Regions from separate parts of the Rattus norvegicus genome. Here all the other regions are linked to region 2. The links are chromatin contacts, called in public Hi-C maps. All regions are on one chromosome and are shown on one strand. Each heading gives the region's core, a stretch centred on a gene start, on an enhancer-like site or on the middle of the called end of the contact. The rest is flanking DNA. Distances are from core to core; before and after follow the strand shown.

Region 1 (3,588 bases), core at 464-2,963, 170 kb before region 2:
GAGGAACTGGAGGAAAAGCGGACAGGGACCTCATGCTCCACTCTGGGCTAACCTGCAGAGCATCTTGAAGAGGACAATAGGAATTATATCCCATAGTGCCCAGAGGGGGAAGTGATGCCCCAGCATTGTGTGCTGGCTGTGTGCAAACTGAGAAGGTGACAGGAGATTGTCCTTGAGGTCAGGGCTGGAACAAGAATGAATAGATTGTTTTGTAAAGTTGTGATGGACCTACTCATGGTCTGTATGAAGTACCCAGAGCCCACGAGTCTTCCACCAGCATCCTGGCTGTCAGTGCTTTCCCTGAGAAGCCAGTCAGCACAGATATTCCTTCCATAGGATGCCTGTTTGGATATCCAACTGGCCCATCCTGTTCCCAGGCCTCTGTGGGGCTAGGGACTAAATGGCATTCCTGGCTTTTAATGTGTTGCTTCCAAGTCCAAATGGAAATGCGTCCTCCACCATCCTCCACCCCACATTTGCTCTTCTTAGCTTTTCTACTTAATGAGCTTCCCAAAGGTTCTCAGAAGTAGAAAGCAACGTGACAACGCCTTGGCGGGCTGCCAAGGTGCCACTGAACCTGAGTCACCTGCACCTGTCTGCCTACCCCTAATCATTTGAAAACATCGTGTCAGTTCCTATATTCCATATTTCCCAGGCTTAATGATTTGATACCCATGATGTCTCCCAAACGACCACAATTCCTTGCTATTATCCAGTACTTGGGACAGACTGAAGATGCTCAGATGGGTGAAATTGTGTATGCCTGTATTATCAACGCTCGGGAGATGGAGACCAGAGTTTGAGACCAGTTTTAGCTGTATAATTTGACCTTTATCTCAAAAAACAAAACAAAACAAAACAAAACAAAAGACCCCAAAGGCTTGAGATATAGCTTAGTGGCAAGGCACCTGTTGAACACAGACAGTTGGCGACCCATCACAAAACAGATCAGAACAAAACCCAGTTGTCCCAATAATTTCTCATGGCTCTGTATTTGAAAGCAAGTTCACGGTCAGATTCCACTGAAGGCTTGGGGTCAGTTTTCTGGGGCACTCCTTGCATGTGGCTCTGGCCTTTCACGAATGCCCTTATAATCTAACTTTATGGTTTATTTGTTCAGTAAACCCTTTCCAAGGCACTACCCTGAGTCAGGCCTCACCTAAGACCTGGGACTCCAGAGATGGCTGAGAACTGCTTGGTTGCCAGAAGGACATTTTATTTTAAGTGCCCTCGACTGTGCCCACCGTAGAACAGATCTGTTACTCCTCCAGAGAATGGGCCTTCTGAAGCAAGTATAATTTCTCGGGTCTCCACAGCAGCAAACCTTGCATCTGAACTAGATAGTGTGAGTCTCTCAGTGTGATCATAGAGGGAATTTTATCTCTGCCCCTTAAAACCTTATGTCTTAAGAGTTTGAATCCCTTGGTGCCTGGAAGCCACTGTTGGACTGGAGGAATTTCGATACAGGTCAGAGGGTAGACCAGATGACCTTTGACATTTGCCATGACACTGTGGTTTGGATATTCAGGACAGCTTACAGCAGAATCAACTTTGCCCTCCAATATTTTTTCTAGGCTTATTGATATTTCTGGTCGAAGTCCACCAACTGGCGTGATCCAACCAACTGGGATTTATGTGGCATGAAAGTAGGGCACGGCTTCTTGCCGTTACCTTTTACGGCTTGGCTGGGGCAGGAGGCCTGCCCTCCTCTCTTCTGTTTAATGTGTTATCGACTGAGGCAGTTGAAAGGAGGGCTGGGCATGGCAGGGTGGCACAGCTCCTGCCCCTTGCCTTGATTTCTCACCTGACTAGAAACCTTGCTATCTATGAGGTTATTTTCAGAGGCGTAATCCATATGTTGTTCCATGGTGAGTGAGTGTGGGGGGGAGGAAACATGGCTTGGGCAAGGGAAATTCAGCTTTATGACTTATTTGTTCAATGAAATATTTTTTTTTTGAAATCTGCCCTGGGTTAGACCTTGCCTAAGATCTAGGAATCCAAGACCCACCCTGTTGGCCAGGAGATCGCCACTGAGTTACAGAGACCTACCATTAGTATCACAATGGAAGAACACCCAGTGTTCCAGGGGACAGAAGGGCATCTACCTCAGAGCGCTAGGGAGCTAGGGTGCTACCTGGAAGAGGTGGCCTTTGCCTCATATCTTGAAAGATACATAGGAGTTTTCTGGAAGAAGAAGTAGGAACGTGGCCACCATATCCTGAGAGTCAGGTCAGGTAATACATACTCCACACGGGATTTTTAAAAAATAATGTTTCATGGAAGTTAAACAATTTGTCCAAGGGGAAGAAGATGTGGAGGGGTCATCACACACTCTCTGGGGAGACACCTGCCTCATTCTGGACCCAGGTAGTGCTCATCTTCTTCTAGGTAAGGAAATGTTCACATCAGACATGGAACGGGCTGTGTTTGTACCACTGCTCACATGTGAAGGTCAGGGGTCAACCTTCAGGAGTTGGTTCTCTCCTTCCCCAGGGTGGGTCTCAGGGATTGCAGGTCTGAGCTCAGGCTTAGAGGCAAGGACCTTTACCTGCTGAGACATCTCCATGGCCCAACACGGTTCTCTTTAATTATTACAAAGACTACGTTAGTGGAGAAGGTGGTGATAGGCATGGTGTTTCTAGCTACTGGGTAAGGGGCTCCAGTGAGGGAGAGCAAAGTGGCTGTCCACGGACACCATGTTGAGGAGAAAGCCAACCTTCTCTGGCCCTGCCTCTGGTGATTGACAGGTGTGTTTAATGCATTTTTCTTTTGGCTGAGTAGAGTCTCAGTTTCCCCATTTGCTTGTTTTTACCAAAGTTCAGAGCTGAAAATACAAAGGGGGCTCTGAGAGGAGAGACAAGGAAAGGTACAGTGGAGACGAGAGGGTGATGGAACTCATATGGTGTGAGAGCAGAAGGAGAGGCTCTCTTGGGAAGGAAAGGTGCCAGACAGATGGGGCAGGCAGTGGAGCAGCAAATAGGAATGAAATACAAGCTGGATGTGACACACCTATCATCCCAGCACTCTGAACATGGGAGCAGGAGGATCAGAAGTTCACAGTCATCTTCTGCTACAAAAGTTCATAGCCAGCCTGAGCTACATCATACCTCAGAACCACACACCAAAGAACATAGCATGGTGTTGTGTACACATCCCAATGTCATGGAAAAAGCCATTTCTTGTGTTGCTAGCTTAGAAAAAGTCAATAATAGGGTCTGGGGAGATGGCTCATCAGGTAAAGCATTTGTCTCTTAAGCTTGATGACCTGAGTTTGAGTCCCCAGGACCCATGTATACGCTAGGTTGACATGGTGACCTGCCTGTAGTTTTTGCCTCAGCAGAAAGACAGAGACGGAAGGTCCCCAGAGTAAGCCTGTTAGCAAGGACCCCCCACCTCCCCCCAAAATACTCGGCTGGACAATGCAGTCAGGCTGGAGCTGCCGCCCTTAGAGAGCAGCAGGTGCTGGCGGTTCTGAGTGGCTGCCACATCATCTTGTGACAGTCACACAAGTCCACACCACGAGGCGGCCTCTTTTACCCCGGTTGCTCTATCCTGGTAGCCCAAGGTCAAAGCCTGTGACATCTGGGT
Region 2 (3,963 bases), core at 173-2,672:
TGCATACCGAGCCTCCCTGTCCATCTGGAGAGCAGTGAACTAAGAGGGTTGAAAGGAGATCCCAGACTTGTAAAACCAGATGCTGGGGGCATCTCCTCTAGGCTGGCTCCCCCTTCCCCGCCAGCCAACAGTTTTTACCTTTTTAAAACCCTGGAAGCAGAGCATCTACTGAACTGCTCGTGTGGGACAGGGTGAGGGGTGGGAGTAAAAAAATCAAAGTGATACATGGGCCGGCCAACTGTTGCATCCTCAACCACGGGGTTGAAGGAGGGGCTGTCCCTATGAAAACAACGGCACTCCAGGATCTCCAGCTACCACAGACACTCCTCATCTAGGGAAGACAGGCCAGCTCTGGCCTCCCCTCACCCCTGACTCTTGTCATCCTCCTCTCCGGTTCCCCTGGATCTGCAGTACTGTAGTTGCTGGGGAAGGAGAAATTGTTTCTGCCTAAGGTTGATCTACTCGACTGTGACTTTAAATGCAAAATGTCTGTCACAGGCTTGTGGGGTAAAAATGTTTGAGGAAAACATGGAACCTTTAAGAGCTGGAGCTTAGCTACAGGAAGGAAGGAAGTCACCGGAGAGAGGGTCCTAACAAGGTCCTGCTTCCCTGAGGAGCTATGGTGTCCTTCCCATTTCATGTTTGATGGTCAGGTCAGTTCTATCACAGCCTTCTGCCACCCTGAACTCCCCCCCCCATACGGTCCCCACCGTGAAGGCCAGACTCTTGCTTCAAGTTGCTTTTGTCCAAGATTTTGTCATGGCAACAAGAAACACAAGCACATCCTTCCAAATGGCTGCATTGTGGAGACCGTGGGTGTGGTCACATCATGTGTTCAATGCTGACAATGCACAGAGCAGGGCAGTCAGAGGTGACCCATGTGACCCAGCCAGTGACATGGCAAAGTGCCCATGTGTTTCTGTGTCTGTTTCTCACGGGGTTTCCTGTTCTTCTCCCTCACCTCCCCCTACATACCTGCAGACTGTGGGTGGGCTGCCTGGGGCCAAAGGCCACAGATCCCAGGGATATGCCTCAGATTGTCCCTGTGACCCTGTCAACTGGGGTACAGTTGCAGCCAAACCTTTCCTCGATTCCCAGAAAGACATGGAACTGCTCCACTTCCTCTCGAACACCTGCTGGTCTGAGGTGAAGCCTCTACTGAAGACTTATGCTCAGTGGCCGCCGGGAAATCTGCCCATCTTCCAGTAGGATGCAGAGGGCAGTAAAAAAAACCTGCAGACCCCTTGGGTTCTGCCCAGAGGCTGTCACCTGGATGGTGACGTTTGACTGATCAGCCTGGCCCCACCCCAAATCCTGTTTGGCTTGGTTTTTGTAGGCAGGCAGGAGCTAAGGGCCTGAAGAATGAGGCAACAGCTTCTCCAGGGTGAGTTCCTGCCCGGAGCTGGTATCTGGTTTCTCAGCCAAGCATGGGTGACTCTGGCTCTGGCTCTGATTCTGCTGACTCCCAGTTTGGATTACACATTGCACATGGCTAGTCTCTGTTTGCCTGGACACTGACCCTTGGTCCTGGTTGCATGCCGCACACTGGCTCTCTAGGTTTGTCCGGATATCTATCCTCAATCCTGGTCACATTCTGAACTTCAGTCACCCACCTTGGCCGATGCTGCATGGACACTGCACGCTGGCTGGCCGTTTGCCTGGATAGTGATCCCTGATCCTGGTTGTACTTTGTCCTCTGTCCTCTTAAGTGTCTCTGGTTAGTCCTCCCAGAGAAAGGACACAGACTCTATGGCCCAGAAGTTACAGGACCAGATGTAGGTCTTACTTGTGGACACCCCAACCCTATTTTCAGCTTTCTTGGAGTTGTATTGGGGCCTTATTGGCCTAATTTTAATAAACTGGCCAGATGTTTCTTTAGGTATTAGAAACAGGCATGTTCTTACAACTCAGGTTCAACTTAACCTTCGAAGGGCAGAGCAAGACACGATGCTTAAGACCAGGGCTTGGGATAACAACGGAACTTTGCCAATGACAGGGACAGCTTTGCCTCACTTTGTACCCATCTCCCAGGCCATCGAGTTGCCGACGGTTGTGTCCGATTCTTACAGCGTGCAGGTTACAGCCACATGATGGTACCAACCTCTTCTTACTCCTCACAGAGGCTGTATCTAGTAAAGTTTTGTACTTTGTGGGCTAGGAAGCTGGGGGATACCCACACCTATTCTCATGTCTCTCTGGGGTCTCAGGATCCTGGCAGGGATCACACATACTGGACTTGTTGGGGCCTTGGCTTGTCTAAGCCCCTACCCCCAGCCACAGGGGAATTGCTGAAATGCCCCTGTCCCTTTTGAGAGTGAAATGTGTGAAGGGACGAGTGTGGACACCTTATACAGAGGACTCCACCTGTGGAGTGTAGAAAGCCGCTGCGGCAGAAGTTCCGGTTGGCAGGGGACCTGTCCATGCTCACAGCAAATCAGGAGTGGAAGCCCTTGAGGGAGCTTGACTCAAGGGCTGCTCGCTTCTGACTCCTCCCAGCCGAAGAAAGAAGGGGAAGGGTGGCTGGCAAACAGCAGGTGGGTGGCTGTGTGAGAGAAACTTCAGGGAGAATGTTATGGGGTAGCTGGGGATGGGAGTGGGGTGGGGATTGTCAAAGCCTGAGTCCTGGCCGCCAAAAAAAGTTAGCCAGGCCTATTCCTTCCCAGGTAAAGAAATAGTAAGGAAAACAGAGAAAGGAGCTTTATTCTTTGTGGCCACAGTGGGAAGAACAAAGGTGTCTAGTGACTTCCAGATACATCTCTGGGATCCTGATGTGAGATTCAGGATCAAATAGAAAGCAAGTGGATACACAGAGAAGCAGATCTGTGTGTGGCCCTGCCCATCACTGAGCCACTACCGCCTGGGCTCCAGTCTCCTCAGAGGCAGTCCGACATGTGGTCAGAACTGTGTGAAATCCCTTCTTGGGGGGACTCTGGCTAGCACCAGGCTTCTGCCTTCTCTGTCTGACAGCTTGAGATTCCCAGAGAAATTCTAGTTTCTTAGAGTCCCCAGTAGTCTGACAGCCAAAGAATAGGGAACAGTATCTCTTTATAAAAATCATCACAACAGAAGTCACGGGAAGACTCCCGTGACTCCTGATGAAGCCCTGGCTGAAGAAGGAAGGCCGTGTGTATGGTGGCCTCAGAATTAACATCATGGCACCGCACAATACAGTTGACTCAGGTGACAGTTAAGGAGCAGCTTTACAAGTGCCCACAGGGAAAAGGGAACAGGACAAGCAGGGTTACCTCAAAGGGAACTGGACGCTCTCCCACACACACTGCTATGGAGACCGAGCTCTGTGAGGCAAAGGACCTCGTGGGCAGGACTCAGGCCACATGCAACCCTGTCTTTCCATTCATCAAGGTAGCCATCCAGCCGGATTCTGCAGGAAAGATCTCCATGGAGGACAAAAGGACAAGCCCTGCGTGAAGAAAGGGTTTTGAGGGACAGCAGGCAGTGAGAGTGGGATCCAGGCACAAGGGACATCTGCCACGTTTTGGTCTTATGGGAAAATGGCGAAAGTCTTTCTCAAAAGGGACGATTACCGAGGGTGAGTAGGAGAGAAACCACAGGGAAAAAAATTTTTCCCCAGGAACAAAAATCTAAAGGAAAAAAGTTCCCCCAAACTAAACAAAATTAGATTGAGAAATTCCGCACAGTACCTAAGGGACTGAGTGGCTCCTGGTGCTTCCCACTGGCGCCAGCCTCAAGCCCTAAACGGCTGCCTGGGGAAGGGAACCTCGGGATGCAGAAAGTCACGATTCTTTCTTGCAGAACCATTGCTGCTGAAAATTGGAAGCCACTTACATGAGCCTCAGTAGGAACAGCCGCTGGTGACAACCCACCACATACACACATACGCACACGCACATACACATTCACACTCGAACACACATGCACACGTGTATTCATGCACGCACACACGCATGCACGAACATATCTGCATACACGTTCACACCTGCA
Region 3 (3,801 bases), core at 513-3,012, 200 kb before region 2:
CATCATCATCATCATCATCATCATCATCATCATCGTCATCATCGTCATCGTCATCATCATTAATAATTTGTTGTGGTTCTTTTGAGGCGGAGTCTCAGGTAGCCCAGGCTAGCTTTACTATGTAGCCAAGGATGGTCTTGAATTTTCAATGTTCCTGCTGTCACCTCCTGCCATGAGAGGCATGTGCTGCCATACCCGGTTTATGCAATGGTGGGGATGGAACTCAGGGCTTCTAGCATGCTAGGTGAATCCTCTACCAACCGAGTTTCCCCCTAGTCCTGCTCTCTTCCTGTGTTTACCTTCCAAGCTCCAGGCTCATCTGGGTCCTGAGAGTTTGTCTGCTGAGAAGCCTGGGCGACAATACCTGGGACATAGGACAAGGTATTTGCTGTACTGTAACCAGGTCAGAGCAGGCAGATGGTTTTTGTAAAAAGCCACGTAGTAAATGTTTTCAGACTTGCAGATCATATGTCTGGTCCCAACTGTTCAATGTGTTCTCTGTGTGGTTGTATAGCCACGGGTGAATGGCATGGCTGTATTCCAGAGAAGCTTTGTGTACAAAAACAGATGCTGGCCGGATGGATTTGGCCCACTTTTTTTTCACTGCCTACATTTTTTCCTGAGTTGCTGCAGGGCAGGAATGCATTCTCGGTCATTTTGGTCTGCCTAGACCCAATGTGACTCACAGTGAGCCTCTTCAGCAGGTGCCAAGTGATCCTTCTAGCTGTGGACATCTGTCAACCTGAGGCACATGTGGATGAGGAGAGTGTAGAGGATGCCAGCATCTCTCCAAACCCTGACACACAGCAAGGTGGGCCCAGGGAAGAGGAGAGAGGAGGAGGACGATGATGATGATGATGATGATGATGATGATGATGATGATGATGATGATGACAGTGAGGAGGAGGAGGAGGAGGAAGAGGAAGAGGAGGACAAGGCTGGGATGGGGAGCTTTTGAGGGGTGCAGGCTTGGGAACAAAGTGAGTGAGAATTGCTGAGAGTGGGCAGAGAAGCCAACTATGGTGGTGGGTAGGTTGAATGACGGTCAGCGTGTCCACACGAGTTCATGCTTTAGAAGTTTGCTCTTCATTAGAGACTAATCACTTCACCCACACCCTCCCTGACTCCACAGATCTTCCAATTTTTTCTCCAACACCCTAGACTCACTTACTACCTGAGCCTGCAGAGCTGACCTAATGGGAGATGAGTGGTCGGGGTTGGTCTTGCCTGAGGGAGGGATTAGTGTAGTTCTCCTGATAGCCCCTCTTGGTTCTTGAGAGGTGGTTTTTAATAAAGGAGAAAAACTGATCCCTTCCCCATTTCTTTCTGACTTTCTGTCTTTCCACATAATTTCCCCCTTGATGTTATCTTCTGTGATCTTACATGCTCAGGGAGCCTTTTCCAGAACTGACATCGTGTTCTCGAACAATACTGTGTGAAACAAACATTTTTTTTTAAAATAAAGTACCCCAGTACTGGTATTTTTATTATACTTGACTCATTCAAAGGCGGACTAGAAAATTGAATGAAGGCTGGGAAATGCTGCAGGTATGTTGGGAAAGCAAAGAACACACTGGACGAGTCCTGCCTTGAGGTTGCCTGCAACAAAGGTACAGAACCAGTTTCCAGACAGAGGAAGGGTTTCCAACAGGGAAAGGGGTTTTGTGGGCAGGGACTAGGGGCAGATCTCACCAGTGACCCTCAGTAACACACATGGACAGTGTATTTCTGGTATCGAACCACCACACACTTTGGGGGGGGGCATTGATCCCAAAGGTGAAAGGAGCTGGAGGAATGGCACGGCTCCCAGCACATGGCGTTCTGGCCTCTGTGTATTGCCTGGGGGCAAGACAGAGATGTAGTAACAGCTCTCTCTGGTGATCTCTGCTTTGGGGACACAGGTCAAATTTGGAAACCATTCTGCAAACACACATAGGCCCTAGTGAATGTCTGTTTCTGGAACAGAGGTTGTAACACATGCGTACTGTTTTGATGAAGTTTATCGTCAGAGGCTTGGCAACTGGGTGTAGGGATAACAGAGCCTCAAAACAAAGGGAAAAAAATCAGGAGAGTTTCTCATTTGGGGACAGAAAGCTAAGCCAAAAGCTAAGCTAAGTTTGGAAATTCCAAACTAAAGGGGAGTTACTAGGGGGAACAATTTGGGGGGCCATTTTGAACAAAGTGCAGCTCCATTTGTTCAAACACATTTTACTGAGGAAGCCACAAGCCACAACAGTGCTAAGCAGCCATCATTACAGAGCTGCTCCCCAGAACTCCCCTCATCTACCCATCCATGTTTGCCAAGTACCAACTTTGGGCTGTTACCTGCAGTCAACCACACAGCTCTGTGGACCCTACATCTGGTGTAGGTTTCTATGTGCCCAGTCCACTTCGCCCACAACCTGTAGAAAAGTGTCTTTAGCTGCTCGTCACCATCTTCCAAAGGAAGTGGGAGGATGGTTTCCCCATTCTCTCTCTGCCTTGGATCATGGCCTCTGAGAGGATACTGGTTCATTTGTCCCCGAGGAGTGAGGAGTCCAGCCAATGTTTTATGACCTGCGACTTGGTCCCTACATTGGCTTCTATAGATCTGACAGGGAATAGTCAGGCATAAGGATTTAAAAGGAAAGAGCCCCAGAGATGTATGTGTACATGCTCTAGGGGCATGAGAGTGCCATTGGGGTTCTGGCCAGGTCTCCTGGGAACTGTGGGTACCACACACACATGGTTTGATTGAAGGACAGAGGACAGAAGGGGAGGGGTGAAAGGGGGCGGAGAACATAACGTTCACACATATTAGCTTCCAGGAACACCAGGGTCAATGTGTAAAAGATAAAAGTCATCCCTGTCAGCGAACCTCACCAATTGCACAACTTCCTACAATCTGACTTTGGAGCTGGCTCTTGAAGAGAATGTCCCAACCCTAGTGACAGTGGATTCAGGAACTCGGGGAGATGACGACATTTGTTCAGAGGTTGAAGTCCTCTGAGCCAGGTCACTTCTCCTGGCTTGACAGCCTGTCACAGCCTAATAATAGCAATGGGACACTTTGGGACTTCATAGTGGCTCTGTTTAGCTCTCACACTGGTGCGTGCTGACATGACATGGAGGACAAATGACAAGGATCGGCCAGGATGCTCCCGGTGAGCATCTGCCAGCGACTGCATGTACAGTCAACAAAGCTTTCGGCTTAATCTTCACTACAGCCCGAAGAGACGATGTTTTGGTTAGACCTTGGGCCAGAGGGAAAGTGGATGTCTGTGTGTGTTGATGAAGTTTAATGGTGCAGCAGAGTCTGCTGGAATCCTTGATGCTTGCTGTCTTAGAGATTAGTTCAGTGTCCACGGGACTGGGAATAAGGCTGAATGTAGACGTCACGGACCCATCCTGACCTCGGTGGGTGCAGAGGTGACATATGTGTGTACCCCAGTAGCAGAGGGGAGTCACTGAACTGCCACAAATAAATCTTGTCTCTAGGGGCTAAAGGGGACAGCTTCAGAATACCCCCTATGACTCCTGCCTTGTCTCTTTGATCTGCCATCTTGGGAGTGACGGTGTGTCAACCGGGCCCCTGAGATGTAATGGGGCTCACACAAATCCATGGGCCAATGTCTCCTACATGAGCTGCTCAGGGGGACTATTTCTGAATAAATCATGAAGTGAGGAGTGGTCAGAGATATCTCCCGGGACTCCAGTAGCTCTGGACACACTGGAGAGGACTCTGGCCCTTTGTGAGCAGTACATGCACGGTCAGTGACAGAAAGGAGGTAGACCTCTGAGCAGCTAAGGTGGAGAGGACCA

Evidence for each region. A called contact is a pair of places that touch in the nucleus more often than the background predicts.
Region 1: a Hi-C map of liver shows a contact between it and region 2, with 10 times the contacts expected there. The contact joins two enhancer-like sites. A contact is called at or near these places in 2 of 12 Hi-C or Micro-C datasets (both in liver).
Region 3: a contact with region 2 is called in a Hi-C map of liver, with 5 times the contacts expected there. The contact joins two enhancer-like sites. A contact is called at or near these places in 3 of 12 Hi-C or Micro-C datasets (kidney and liver).

What each region holds. Positions count from the first base shown.
Region 1 is chr19:71,658,841-71,662,428 of GRCr8, reverse strand. No RefSeq gene overlaps it. Among named protein-coding and RNA genes, the nearest start is that of Tomm20, 170 kb to the left of the region's middle. Within about 2 kb of position 1,713, at least 3 of the 93 cell types and tissues checked have an H3K27ac peak or open chromatin away from gene starts, as enhancers often do. A contact at or near this core is called in liver, where this site is marked.
Region 2 is chr19:71,491,925-71,495,887 of GRCr8, reverse strand. No RefSeq gene overlaps it. Among named protein-coding and RNA genes, the nearest start is that of Irf2bp2, 32 kb to the right of the region's middle. Within about 2 kb of position 1,422, at least 24 of the 93 cell types and tissues checked have an H3K27ac peak or open chromatin away from gene starts, as enhancers often do. A contact at or near this core is called in liver, where this site is marked.
Region 3 is chr19:71,695,757-71,699,557 of GRCr8, reverse strand. No RefSeq gene overlaps it. Among named protein-coding and RNA genes, the nearest start is that of Tomm20, 130 kb to the left of the region's middle. Within about 2 kb of position 1,762, at least 10 of the 93 cell types and tissues checked have an H3K27ac peak or open chromatin away from gene starts, as enhancers often do. A contact at or near this core is called in liver, where this site is marked.